Regions from separate parts of the Urocitellus parryii genome. Here region 1 is linked to region 2. Evidence: chromatin contacts called from public Hi-C data. All regions are on one chromosome and are shown on one strand. The core of a region is the stretch at or near the end of the contact, and the rest is flanking DNA. Distances in the headings are between cores, read along the strand shown.

The links. Hi-C and Micro-C count contacts between places; a contact is called where the count stands out from the background.
Region 1: a contact with region 2 is called in a Hi-C map of liver, with 2.9 times the contacts expected there. The contact joins the promoter of Tgif1 here to the promoter of Myl12b in region 2. A contact is called at or near these places in 2 of 2 Hi-C or Micro-C datasets (liver and muscle).

Annotation. Positions count from the first base shown.
Region 1 is chr13:52,301,194-52,307,557 of mUroPar1.hap1, reverse strand. Tgif1 (TGFB induced factor homeobox 1) reads right to left here and starts at 2,161. Exons shown (of 3, transcript XM_026394523.2): 1 at 1,812-2,161. The coding sequence starts at 1,827.
Region 2 is chr13:52,121,318-52,127,673 of mUroPar1.hap1, reverse strand. It overlaps Myl12b (myosin light chain 12B), which reads right to left and starts at 1,854. Exons shown (of 4, transcript XM_026394522.2): 1 at 1,396-1,854. LOC113186910 (myosin regulatory light polypeptide 9) reads right to left here. Exons shown (of 4, transcript XM_026394521.2): 4 at 4,484-5,502. The coding sequence ends at 5,330.

The sequences.
Region 1 (6,364 bases), core at 912-3,411, 180 kb before region 2:
GAGCCGAGAGGCAATCGCAGCAAAGTTTCCTCTCCAACACGTCACCTTTCATTGTTTCCATGAGTTGGCGCAGAGTAGCAGATCCTCGGTGCGCCCGGGGCTGGGGACCACGGATTCCCCCACCCACCCTGCCAGGGTCCCCCGGAATACCCAAGAGGGCTGGGGGATGGGGGACGTCGGGGGGGGGGGCGGGAGGAGGGAGGGGTTCGGGGGTGCCTGAGCCGGGAGGGTAATCACAGCGCCCCCCGCCGGAGCTCAAACAATGGGGAGGGGGCCGGCGGAAGCCCAGTTTTGCATTCGGCGCACTCGAACCACTCAAATCCAGAACCCCCTCTCCCCACACCTTATGCTGGCAAGTCCTATCGGAACCCAGAGCGCCTCCTATTAAGAGTGTAGATCTGTCAGCCCAGTATCAAGCATGACACGGCTTTGCAGAGACACCCGGACGTTCCCCCGCGCGTTTTCTCAGCACCAAGTTAAACGTCCCCAACTGTAAACGCCCACGTTCTCACTGTCCTGCGGGGAGGGGTCCGCAGGGAGTTCTACTACCAAGTGGCACGTTTAATGTTACTCTCACTGAGGAAGCCTGGAGGCGGGGGGTGGGGACAGGGAAGTTCCGCGTGCCTGAGTCTCCCACAGAATCACATCAACAGAACTCTAAGGTAAAAACACAGCCGAAGGAACCCTACGGGGAGTGCGGCTGCCCCTTCCCAATCTCGTTCCGTTGGAATTGCAGTTGCAGTCCCTTTCTGAAAGAATGTGGAGTTACCAACTCGAGGAAGCTCCTGAGCATGCGCAGCAGCGCCCCCCGCCCCCGGTCCTTGGCTTCCCCGAGCGATTAACTTCTGTTTTGAACCACTCCACATAAATCACAACAGAAAAGCCAACTCCAGTCCACGACGGAACACTCAGGGGACCTCCCAGCGAGGGACTCAAAAGTTAATTTCAAAAGAGACTTTACAGTCTTTGACCTTTCAGGTGTTTTTCCCCCCCTGTGTATTTTGTTTTTTAAACCAGACTGACGGCAAGTTTTAGTTGTAAACCGTCCAGAACGCTTCGTGGAAACAATGACAGCCTCGCTCTTTGCACTTACAACCAAGCCTGCTTGTCACACTTGGACACATTTTGACTGCATGCAGCTTTAAGCAGCTTGCCCTGTGTCCAACTCCTCATCTTGCCCCAAATCCATCGTGGGAAAACTTAAAAAGCTGGGAATTTTTTAGAAGTCTAGCTTTCCAAAGCCATGTACGCCCAAGGGCGATGTGGGGGTCCGGGATCACATTCCTTTGATTGTGAAAACATCTCATCCCTAAAAAAAGGGTACCAGGGCCCACTGGGGCGTGGGGGCCCCGGAACCGAACTTTCACACAAAGGCACCTCGGCCTCGGTAGCTCCGGATTCGGGCCAGGAAAACCTAGGAGGGATCCCCCGACACCGACCCCACACCCGCCGTCCGCCAGACAGAGCTAGCAGCCACGCGGCGGCTGGGCCAAGCGTGGGGTGTTGGTGGAGACAATGAAACTTGGAGGCGCACAAACAAGGCGCTGAGCGTTGATTCTTGACAACGTGCCAGCAGCGTGGAGAGGCTCGGCTCCCCACAACAGCCCTTCGTGTTGTGTCTAGAAGGAAAACAGCAACTGCCGTTCCAGACACAGCCTCAACAAAGAGAACGGCAGCCGCTCCAGCCCTAGAGCCCCTGGGCGGAAAAGTCCACCAAGTCACTTTCGCCCCCAGTCTAGCGCAGCGCGGCCCGGCCCGCGTGTTTCTCTGGGACTCGCAGCCCCGGTGCGCACAGCCCGCGGCCGCCTTACCTTTCTTGCTCTTCATTCTGGAACTCCCCTCCCAGCGGAAGGCAATGCTGGGGTCTCGAGGGGCCAGGAGCCTGGACACAGCGGGCAACTGGTCGTCCTCCTTCACTGCAGACTTTCCAGCAACTTATAGGACGTGCTCCAGCCGTTATTGCTAAACAAGGCGCTTGGATCCCAGGCGCCTGCTCCTTGGGTGGAATTCAAGTGACACTTGGGCTTCCTCCTGCCGGGATCTTCTGGCAGCCGGCCGGGGGCTCTCCCTCACCCAACTCGCTCCCCTCCCCACTCCGCTCCTTTGTTCCCGGCTCCTGCACGGCGCACCTCGGCGCTGTCAGAGTGAGAGGCGAGGAGGGAAGGTACCGGAGGTCCTGCCTCCGCCCCCAGCCGCCCGCCCCGTCCCCCGCCCGTCCCACCGCGCCTCCGCCCCTCCCCCGCACCTTTCAGCGGGGGTGGACTGGACCCAGCGGCGCGACCGCTCTGACCTAGCCACTGTCACCCGTCCCTCACAGGGGTGGCGGACCCTAGAAACACTATCACGCCTGCCTGCTGCGCGTGCACCGCCCGCATCCCTCGCCCGGCGGCGGAGACACCAGCTGAGCGTTCCGGGTTTTTCCTTTGGGCCTTTCTTCCTGAGGCTGGCCAGAGTGCGTTGGGTTAGGAAATTGCAACAGATGGGAAAAAGGACGCCCCCTTCTTCCCCTCCTCCACCCCAGGGAAGAAAAGACTCGCCCTCTTGTTTTTGACAGCTGCCCCAAACTCCTCAGTCCCTGCTTGAGCCGCACCAGACAGCCGCTTCTGATTCAAGGGGCGGGGCACAAGAGGAAAAGTATTCGGGACAAGAACCAACTTCTTCCAGAATGCGCGGCTGCCATTGACACGCGGGCGCGGCGCGGCGCACCCTTCTCCTCGCGGCGCTCTTCCTCCAACAACGGCAATGGGAGGTGGTGTGTGTGTGGGGGGGGATGAGACAGAAACCCTAGGCGAATGTCTGTTCCCCCGGGCTAAAGCTGTGAGTTCCGGATTGGATTGCAAGGCAGTTTCGAAATCTAACACGTTGCGAATAGACACTTGTCATGCTCACATGCTCTTTAAACGTCTCTGTCTGGGGACTGCCCCGGCGCGCGCCCGCCCTGCTGCTACTCGGCCCGACCCCTCCACCCCCGGACCCCGGCAGCAGCCGCCTTTATAGCAAAGAGGCGACCACGCAGTGACTGCTCATCCGTTTTGGTAAACAGTGTCTACTTTTAGGACTTAAATCCCGCTAGGGGACCCCTCCTCCCCTTCTGTGTTTCAAACAGAAACTAGCCATTAAGTAAACACATGTTCCTGTGGGTTTATTTTGGTTGAGTTACGAGGACTCCAACAGGAGTTCCTTGATGAAATTCCCCTTTTAAAAGACCAGATGCTGTTTGGCTGATTTCTAGACACGCATGACCTCTCCTCTCCTCTGGGTCTAGTTTTTTTTTTTTTTCCGCGTGGGTATGTCCCGTTGTTCTGAAGCAAAGCAAATGAACTGTCATACACCACGGTTAGACTTTCTCCATCACTGAAAAAGAAAAAAAAAAAAAAAAAACCCTAAACGCAAATAAGCCTAGTAAAAGATTTACGTCAGCGCCTGGGTCTGTCTCCAGTTTCGGCTCTGTGGCTGTTTTTGTTTTGTAACCTCTTTGGAGATCCCGGTAGGAGAAAGCTCCGTGGAAATAAGGTTAAACCCGAGAAGGACTAAAGCAGCCAAAGAATGACTAAACTAGACTTTGGAGACTGTTTTAGGATTACGCTGAAAATTAAAGCCAGCCTCCTCTGCGCCCCCTTCCGAAAGACACCCCCGCCCCGAGAGTGCGTTAAGGCCAGGGTTTAAAAAGCTTGGGTGGTTTTTCCAATTACAGGACTTAAAATGAATCAACAAGGAAAAAAGCGTCACTATAAGAAGGCAGCAACCTTACGATTTTTTTTTTTTTTTCTTCTGTGGTTTGCCGACTGCTCGGCCCAGAAGAGAACACACATCTAAAAGCACGGGAGGCAGCCAGAGGAGGGAGGACAGGGTCCTGGGGAGAAACCACCAGCCTGGAGCTAGCTTGCAACTGCCTGGAGCCGAGTTCCTTCGCCCGGCCTGGCTGCAGATGAATCAGCTGCTGCGCCCGAGTGCGGGACAGATGTGGCGCGGGGAGGGGGCCGGCTTGCCCCGCGCCCGTTAGAGGGCCGCCTAGTTATTTCATTTGAAGGGTTGTTTGTTGCTGGGATTGGTGGCTCATATCCGCTCGGGAACCCGGAGAGGAGGGAGGAGAGACGCAAGGAGGAGGAGCCGTGGGCCACTGCCGCAGCGACTCCGCGGTCTGAGTGGCAGGATCCAAGCCTGGGACCGGACGGTTACTGCGGAGACGCTTTGTTTGCTAACTTCGAAAGCGCCTTCGGTTGCCTCCACTCTTTCGAAGCCACTCTACAAAACAAACCTTCGGTCCGTTTAACCCTCCCCTTGCCTGCTTTCGGCAGCCAGAGACAAAAATGTTTCCTTCTTCCCGGTGGTTATCCTTGGCCACGGGGTGGCTCTCATTATGTACACAAAGGTAGCTTTACTTTGGTCTAAGTGAACTTAGCTAATTAATGCGATTCTCCAGCAACCGAGATGGAAACCTAGAGTCAAGGGAGTTTACAGCTTGAAAACAAACTTTACAGGGCAAGGGGGAGGGGTGGAGAAAAATTAAAAGCCTCTTTCAAATTATGAGGAGGAGGAAAACGTGGAGACTTAAACTAACCTTGGCTAGAAAGCCAGCTTGATCCGGCCAACGCACACCTTTTGCTCGAAGCTGTGTTTATTAAAGCTGGCGGGATGCTCCCGAAAGAAACATAGGCACAATTCTATGATGCAGCTAACAGCTTGATAGCCTCCCTGGTGCATGTCACCCCACTCCACCCCCAACGCTAGTGCCAAACTTATGAGGAAAGCAACCCAAAAAAATGATCTCTGAACTCCAGCAATTGCTTTAGGATATTTTTTGTTTGCTTGCTTTTGTCAAGGTGGAAAAACAAGTTTCCGTTCTGGCTCTGTCAGTCTTTAAAGTGTCAGGGCCTCTCTGTAGAATCGATTCAGTGACTTTTAAGATTCCAATGCTTAAAAAAAATTATGTGGACTCACATTTGCTACATATTATTTGCTGAATCCATCTGAATTTTCATTGGATTGGGAAATTGCCTGCCTGAAATTGAGACGTTGCAGGTTCTGGGGAAGGCTGCTGATAAAAAAATTTTCACCATTTTTTTTTTCTTTTCAGGCACACACACAGTTCCATTTGGTGTCTTATCTTTAGAAGCTGCCTCAAGGCCAAGCAAAGAACAAGAGTTGTCATTAAGTTACTTTTCACAGCTTGCAAAAACTCAGACGGAAACTTGGAAAGGCAAAGAAGCCAGAAAAGTATATCAATGAATGCAGTTATTATTTTTGATACCAGGTCCATCAAATGATTGGAAGATATATTTATTGTATTTCTTTTTTTTTTTTTAATTCACTGACTCAACAATTGATTAGACATGATTTCCATCAGGTGCTGTGTCCTAGGTGGGGGGATGATGACTCACAGTCTTTGGATCTGTCTAGAAGGCAGATATTTTTATAAAATATGCAGACTCTTGGGCTCCAAACACTGCACAAGGGGCCTATAATCATCTTGTCACATCTCAGGTCAGAGGGTCTTGGCTGTTTATGAAGAAGCTGACCATTGTCTTTTCAAGGGCCTGGGGCTGGGCTATGGCTCTTGTGGTGATTTTATCAACCCCAGCAGGATAATTCTCCTCCTTTTTGCTGCATGAATAATGTAACCGGTGCTACTACTTTTCTCCTGCTCTTCACATGTCTTTCCAGTCCTCCTTTCTCCTCTGTTGTTACTTCTCTTTACCTTAAGTGGATTTTGGAATCCAGGAGACAGACAGCATACTAATTTATTAAGCCCGGCATTTACCTCCTTTATTCTAAATATCTCCTATCTGCATTGTGCTTCATAAATTTATGAAATATTTAATTTAAATGATTTTATTTCATGTAAGTTTTTTTTTTTCTTGAAGTCAAGATAAATAACACATTCAAAATGCAACACAGCTAAAAGGCATAACACTAACTATTGGACATACATTATCTGGCTCTAAATCAAGTGATCTCTAGGAAATCCTGTGACGAAGGCAGAGACTGACCTCAGATTACAACATCAAAGGATACCAGGGACATCATAATCTCCTGGACACTGGGGGTTGCTCTCTGAAATCTATCTCTGGTTTTCCAAGAGGCTATATCTTTCAATGCACCTATCTTTTGTGACTTTTTTTTTTAATGTCCTTTTTTTTTTTTTTTTTTTTTGGTGCCACTGAGGCTGAAACCCAGAGCCTCACACATACTAGGCAAGCAGTCTGCCACTGAGCTACACCCCCAGCCTAGACTCATTTTTTAATTAAAAACAACAACAACAAAAGACTTCTCAACAATTCAGGGAAGAAAGAAGAACTATACAAACTGAGATATGAAAGACCTCCTGATTGCACCCTCTTACCTTCCATGTGGGTATTTATAC
Region 2 (6,356 bases), core at 605-3,104:
GTTCATCTTGTTCAAACTCAGTTTCATTAAAGCATAAATGAGTACTGAGTCATCCAACATATAAGTTGTTTCATTTAACAGAGCTTGAACAAATAAAAAGCTGTACACTTACTTCTTAGGAAGTCTAGGAGGGTCCACCTGAGGTTTACGCAGAAATGGGGTGGCACCATATGAATTCCTTAAGTTACCGTAGTCAAATTACTTAACTCTGGTGTCAGTTTCCTCAATTATAGAATGAAAGGGTTTTACTGAAATAAATTCTAAAATGCTATGTGGTTCTTCTCTTACCAAAGGCCAAATCTATCTTCAACAAAAGGTGTCAAACCAATCCCCTAAAGGTGCCCCTTTCTTCATGTTACTCCCACATTGAAGAATCCAAACGATTCCCTAAGGCATCTTACATAATCTTTTATTTCTTGTCAAGTTTTCAAGACATCCATTAAAGGGCTTCACTTACCTAACTACCCTCATTTTATTGTGGTGCTGGGGATCTAAACCCACAGCCCCTCACACACAAAGCTCTAGCACGGAGCTACACACCCAGCCTCAACCACCTACTCTTATTTCCAGCTGTTATTCACTAGAGTGGTGCTCTACTCAGGCTGGTCTCCCCACTGTTTCCTTTTCACACGACAGAACTCCCACCCGTAAAGCTTTTGTTCTTATTATCTCCTACGACAGATCTAGCCAGAAATTTTAAGTTCCCCCCTAGAGGTTAATCAAGGACTTCATTGAGGTCACGATTCTTTCCAAGGAAGCTTTTCCAGATTTCTTTTAATTGTCCTTTTCTTCAATCAACACCGATGAACTAAATCTTTGCAAGAGGCAAAAACAGCGAGAGTTCAAACTCCCATGGAAATTATTCCACATGTGCCTACGCTGATCGTGGTCGGGCACCGGTGCGCTAACAGTTTCCCTGAACACTTCATCTGAGGCAAGAGCCAGGCACTGATGGGCTCCTGTATCCCCCATTGCACATAGGACCGCGTGGGCCACAGAGCCGAGCCCCACGCGCTGTTGGCCCTAATACACTGCTTGGGCCCGCAGCGGGGCCGGGAGGGCAGGTGCAGGCACCAGGTGTGAAGTCATCCAGGTGACGCAGGGCCGGCCCACTCAGCGCCAGGGACCCGGCCACCTCTTCCAGAAGGCCGTCTCTCCAGCCCAGCTTCATCCTCCTCGGAGTTTTCCGGGTCCTCGACTTACAAGCCCCGGCTGCTACCAGGGCCTCTCTGCTGACCACGCTCCCCTCCCCTCCAGCCCCGAGCCACTTCCCCGGCAACCTGACAGGTCCGACTGCCACCCGGCCGCGCAGCAACCCGGTCAGGCAGAGGGGCGCAGCCGGAGGGGATACATGCAGCCCAAGGGGTGTCACGCGCGAGGCCGAGCGCCACTCACCCGGCGCCAGGTACCAGATCCGGGATGGCCTGCGCGAGACGACGGGCGACGGCGACAAGCGCGGGGCTGCGGTCGGACAGTGGCGGCGCCGGCACTTCCTGCCTAGGGAGGCGGGGCGGAAGGCGCACCGGAAGGCGCGGCGGCTCCAACAGGGAGAGAGGGGTGCGGTCAGCGTCGCGCGCAGGACAGTGCGGGCCGGGGGTCCGGCGCGGCCCGGGGCTGCCGGGGCTGAACGCACACAGCCCGGGTCCTAGTGGTCTCTTCCTTCCCTGTCCAGGTCTGTCGCGGCATGCCCCCGTGCGGCTGGGCGGCCACCCCGTGGCCCGCCCGCCTCCCCCGCCTTCCCGCGGCCGGTCCCCACCGCCCTTCCGCATTCCTGGCCGCGGGGCGGGGGCGAGGGGCAGGGACCCGGGCACAGCGCTGGAATTTGACCTGTCTGGGCCTTGATCCGCCCAGTTTGGGGTCCCCGCAGGAAGCGGCCCACCCAGGGTTGACAGATTTAGCAAATTAAAGTACAGTTACCATAGTTCAATTTGAGTTTCTGATCATTTTTAGGGTCTGTTCTATGCACTAAGAGAAGGTTCAAGAGGCACACTCCTGCTAGCTCTAGAATCCCTTAACTACATCCCAGCCCAAGGAAAGTCGTTTATGCCCTACTCCTTTCCTACCTTCAAAATAAAATTATTCTTAAATTCTATTTATTAATTTTTGCAGTGTTGGGGATCGCGCATGCTAGGACCTACCGTCAAATAATAAGGTGTATGGTCTTATCAGGCCACACAACTGTTTCATTCCTCCTTTTAAACATAACAAAGTTTTGTTTAAATTAAAATTATTACACACACACGTATAAACATATATACAATGCTCTTGGTCAACAAATGGAAAACGGGAAGCTACATAATTCAGGTTTTGTTCTAGATACTCTTTGTGGCTATAATCGTCAAGATAATAATTAAAGGAATAGCACTATTCCAAAACAATGGAGAATGGTCAGCCTAAGAGCCAATTTTTACTCAACTCTTTTTATTGTCTACACAGGTGCCAGATGCTGGGGAGATGAATAATTTGAATTATTTTTCCCTTAAGGAGTTTATATTCTAGAAGTCTATATCTTAAATCCTAGAAGGTAGGAATCATGTGTTCAGCACTCTACACAAGTAGTTCTTAAAACAGTAGCATGGAAAATAACCTGGAAAAGCTGTTAAAAGTTTCTTGAGCCTCAAAATCCAGTATTATGATTCAGTGCCAGAAGTTGAGAATAATTTGCACTTCTGATCAGCACCCAGGTGATGCTGATGCTGTAAGTCACACCTGGTTCTAAACATTTAAATCTTCCTTAGCTGAAGTCTGCCCCTTGTTTGATAGTTTAAGTAACTGTCTTTACACTCATCAGATTTTGACTTCTTAGGTCTTTATCACAGAGCTCTTCCAAGTATGATCTATTACCTAGGGGTAGAGTACTTGTCCAACATGAACAAGGCCCTAGGTTGGGTTCCCAGCACCGCCCCCCCCCAAAAAAAAAAAAACCCACAAAGGGCTGTTAGCCAAATATCGTCTATTACTACTTCATAAACATTTACCCTGGTAAATGTAAGCTCATAGCTAAATCACCCTGACTATACTTTGGGTGCTACTGATCAAGCCTAGGGCTTCAAACTCTACCACTGAAGTATACTTCCTGCCTATACATTAACTTTGAGCTCTGTATTTAAGTTTCTAAATTGTCCTAATCATCACTAACCACATGTTGCTATTTAAACTTAATGTAAAATTAGGTCCCTGTTGTTTTAGATACATTTTAAGTGTGAAGATTATGTCCAAATGGCAACACAATCATAAGCAGGTGGATGGTGATCCTGCCACCTCTGGTTTGGTTTCATCAAAAGGTTTTTTTTTTTTTTTTTGGGGGGGGGGGTACTAGGGATGGAATCCAGGGGTGCTTTACCACTGAGCTATATCCCTAGCCACCACCCCTGCCTTTTAATGTTTTAAGACAGGACCTTGCTAAATTGCTGAGTCTGGCCTCAACTTGCAATCCTCCTGCCTCACCTGCTGAGTCACTGGCATTAGAGGCATGCCCCTGGATTATGAGAACTGTTGAAACAGTTTGTTTCAAGATAATTTTCACCATGAAAACATTTTAGGAACTGTCAAAGTCACTGTTAGTGAAAAGATGCTTTCAGCTTTTTATTGGCAATCACCCTGAATTAAGCAAAGCCCAGTTACTAAGCTGGCAGACTTATTTCATGCAGGCCAGATCATCCACTATTTCTAATATAGAGTGAGTCTTTGAACAGTTATCCAAAATGAAAATGGAGATACTGCAAGAGATAATTTTAGTAGTCCCCCGCCCCCAGAGGAAATAATGTTACTTATTCTTCACTGGAGATTTGTTAACTAAGCAGAGGTGGTATTTTTTTCAAGATTTTAGCACAATGGCAATAGCTGGGCAAAAATACACTTTTTAAAATCCTGAATGAGATTCATTCAGAGAATTAAGGCAGATTCTATAATCCTAATCTTGAAGGGGAAAAAGACTAGTTATTACTAGTCTTCTATTAGTATTCTATATAGCTGTTTTTACCAGGTTAAAGGATCTCCCTTTCTGTCCTATTGAGTACAAAGGTCTGTTGCCCACAGGCATTCACTGTTCACTGAATGAGGTAATGGTTTTCTTCAAGGATAAAGCTTGTTAGTAGTAACATAAAAAGTTATTAGAGTAATTTTCAACTATTTATCTTGGTAGGGCAATTTTGACTGTTTTCACTCAACTCTCCTCCTCCTTCAAATCCTTTTAAACTCAAATCTTTCAGAGTTTTAACACTTTCAGATTTTTTACACTTAAAGAGAATGAAAGTCTTCCACTCCCTGATTAACTCTGAAACAGTCCTGTTTTTCTGCAAATACCAGAAGTTATTTTTAGGACTGAAACAATGACCTCACTTTCCCAGGCATGTAGCTTCAGCTGTTTTGATTGTGGGCAGGTCAGGAATGTCTAAAATTCATAAATGGACTCATGATGAATCTCTGCATAAACAAACATGGTCTTTCAATTGGGGTTGCTATAGTAAAAAAAAAAACCATATACAATAAAAAATACTATATTGTATTTTAAATAGCTTGAAATACAACACAGAAATCTGTCTTTTGATAAAAGCATTTCATAGACTCTCTTGAGCTAAAATAGTTTTTAAAAAATAGGACAAATGAAAATTATGCTCAGTGACCTAGTCTATTTTTAAATGACATAAAATAATGTACAAAAGCTTAGAAGATCAAGTGGGGACACATAAAACCAATACATCAAACTTAAGAACTGAAAGCTACTACAGTGTCACTATATACAAATTCTACAGGAAATTATTTTAAAAACTGGAAGACAAAGTGCAGGAAACCTGATTAGGGCAGTTAAAATTATACTTCCTTGGGAGGAGAAAATAAATGTAGAGAAGATAGGACTGTTAGGAAAACCGAAGAGAATACAAGAGGGGTCTGGCAAGCCTATCATTTTCTGGGATTTACCTCTTCCATCTTTCTTTGAAACATAAAACTAAAACTAACAAAATCCAATTTTGGTAAATAATAAGTTAAAACAAGTCAGTATTTTATCATAAAGTTTAATCATGGTTCAGAAAAAATTGAGTGAATAACTTTCTCTGAAAAAATATATTGACTCTGTGTAGACTGCAGTTATTGGGGGTGAGGGCAATGGTAAATTAAATTACCCTATTTTCTATTCTGAAAATGACAAAAAGTCCCATTTCCAGTCTGATTATAAAGATACATGAGCCTCAAAATGGCTGAGAATAAATATAAAACAAGAAAGGCAAAAGCTGTAAAGCTAAAAGGCATGCAATAGGCTCTAAGAGAAAAATCTCAGAAATACCCAAAGTGGCAACAAGGAACATTTGGCTGGAATTTGAAGATCTTTTCAGTCATCTTTGTCTTTTGCTCCATGTTTAAGGATGCGAGTGAACTCAATGTAATTGAAATTCCCCTTTTTGTCAATAGGGGCTTCTCTGTACAGCTCATCCACTTCCTCATCTGTAAACCGATCACCCATGGTGGTCAGCAGCTCTCTCAGGTAATCCTCCTGAATGGTGCCTGGAAAATAAAGAACAGGGGATCAGAATACATACTACTGAGACAAATTACAAAGCCTATCTACACTTGACTACACATACTGTTTTAAGTTAAGAAACTGTAAACACACAAATAAATTAGATATGGGGTTTCCATCTGCTTTTGGCAACCTCAGCAGACAGGTGCCTAGAAAAATATCCGGCTGCTTCGCAGCACTGCTCTATTAACCTGCCTCCACATCCTTCTTCTGACCTCTTTATAATAGAAACTAAACCTATGCCCAAACAAAAGTAATATGGTGTGACTAATGAAACTAGGCCTCATGGCTCCTTGAAATGGCATGAATGGTCATGCCTATGCTACAAGCAAATAGCGGTCACCTGCCACATTAAAATCAATACCGTATCATGAATATCAATAAAAATACTTTAGTTGAAAGAATAGTGGAGTCCTAAAGCCCTGTTTAACAAGCTATATTATTTCAGGTATTACACTTTACCTCTTTGGTTTTCTCACATGTGAAAGGAAAATTTTAATGTTTACAAATCTAACTTATAATGATAACAAACATGGCCAAGCCTAGAATGTGCAAAAACATGGAATAAATACTGGTGCACAAAGTATGTCACTGACCCTGTGTTAGGTAATTGGGATGTGAAGGGTGAGCTGAAAGGTATGTTTTTTTACTCTGGGTTTTGTATATGTGTGTGTGCACGTGCACATACCCACTTTGGGGGGGTTGAACCCAGAGATGCTCTATCTCTGAGCTACAACCCCAGCCTTTTGTTTTTTATTTTGAGACAGGGTTTTCCTATGTTGCAGAGGTCTGCCTCAAACTTGTGATCCTTCTGCCTCAGACCCCCCAAGTAGCTGGG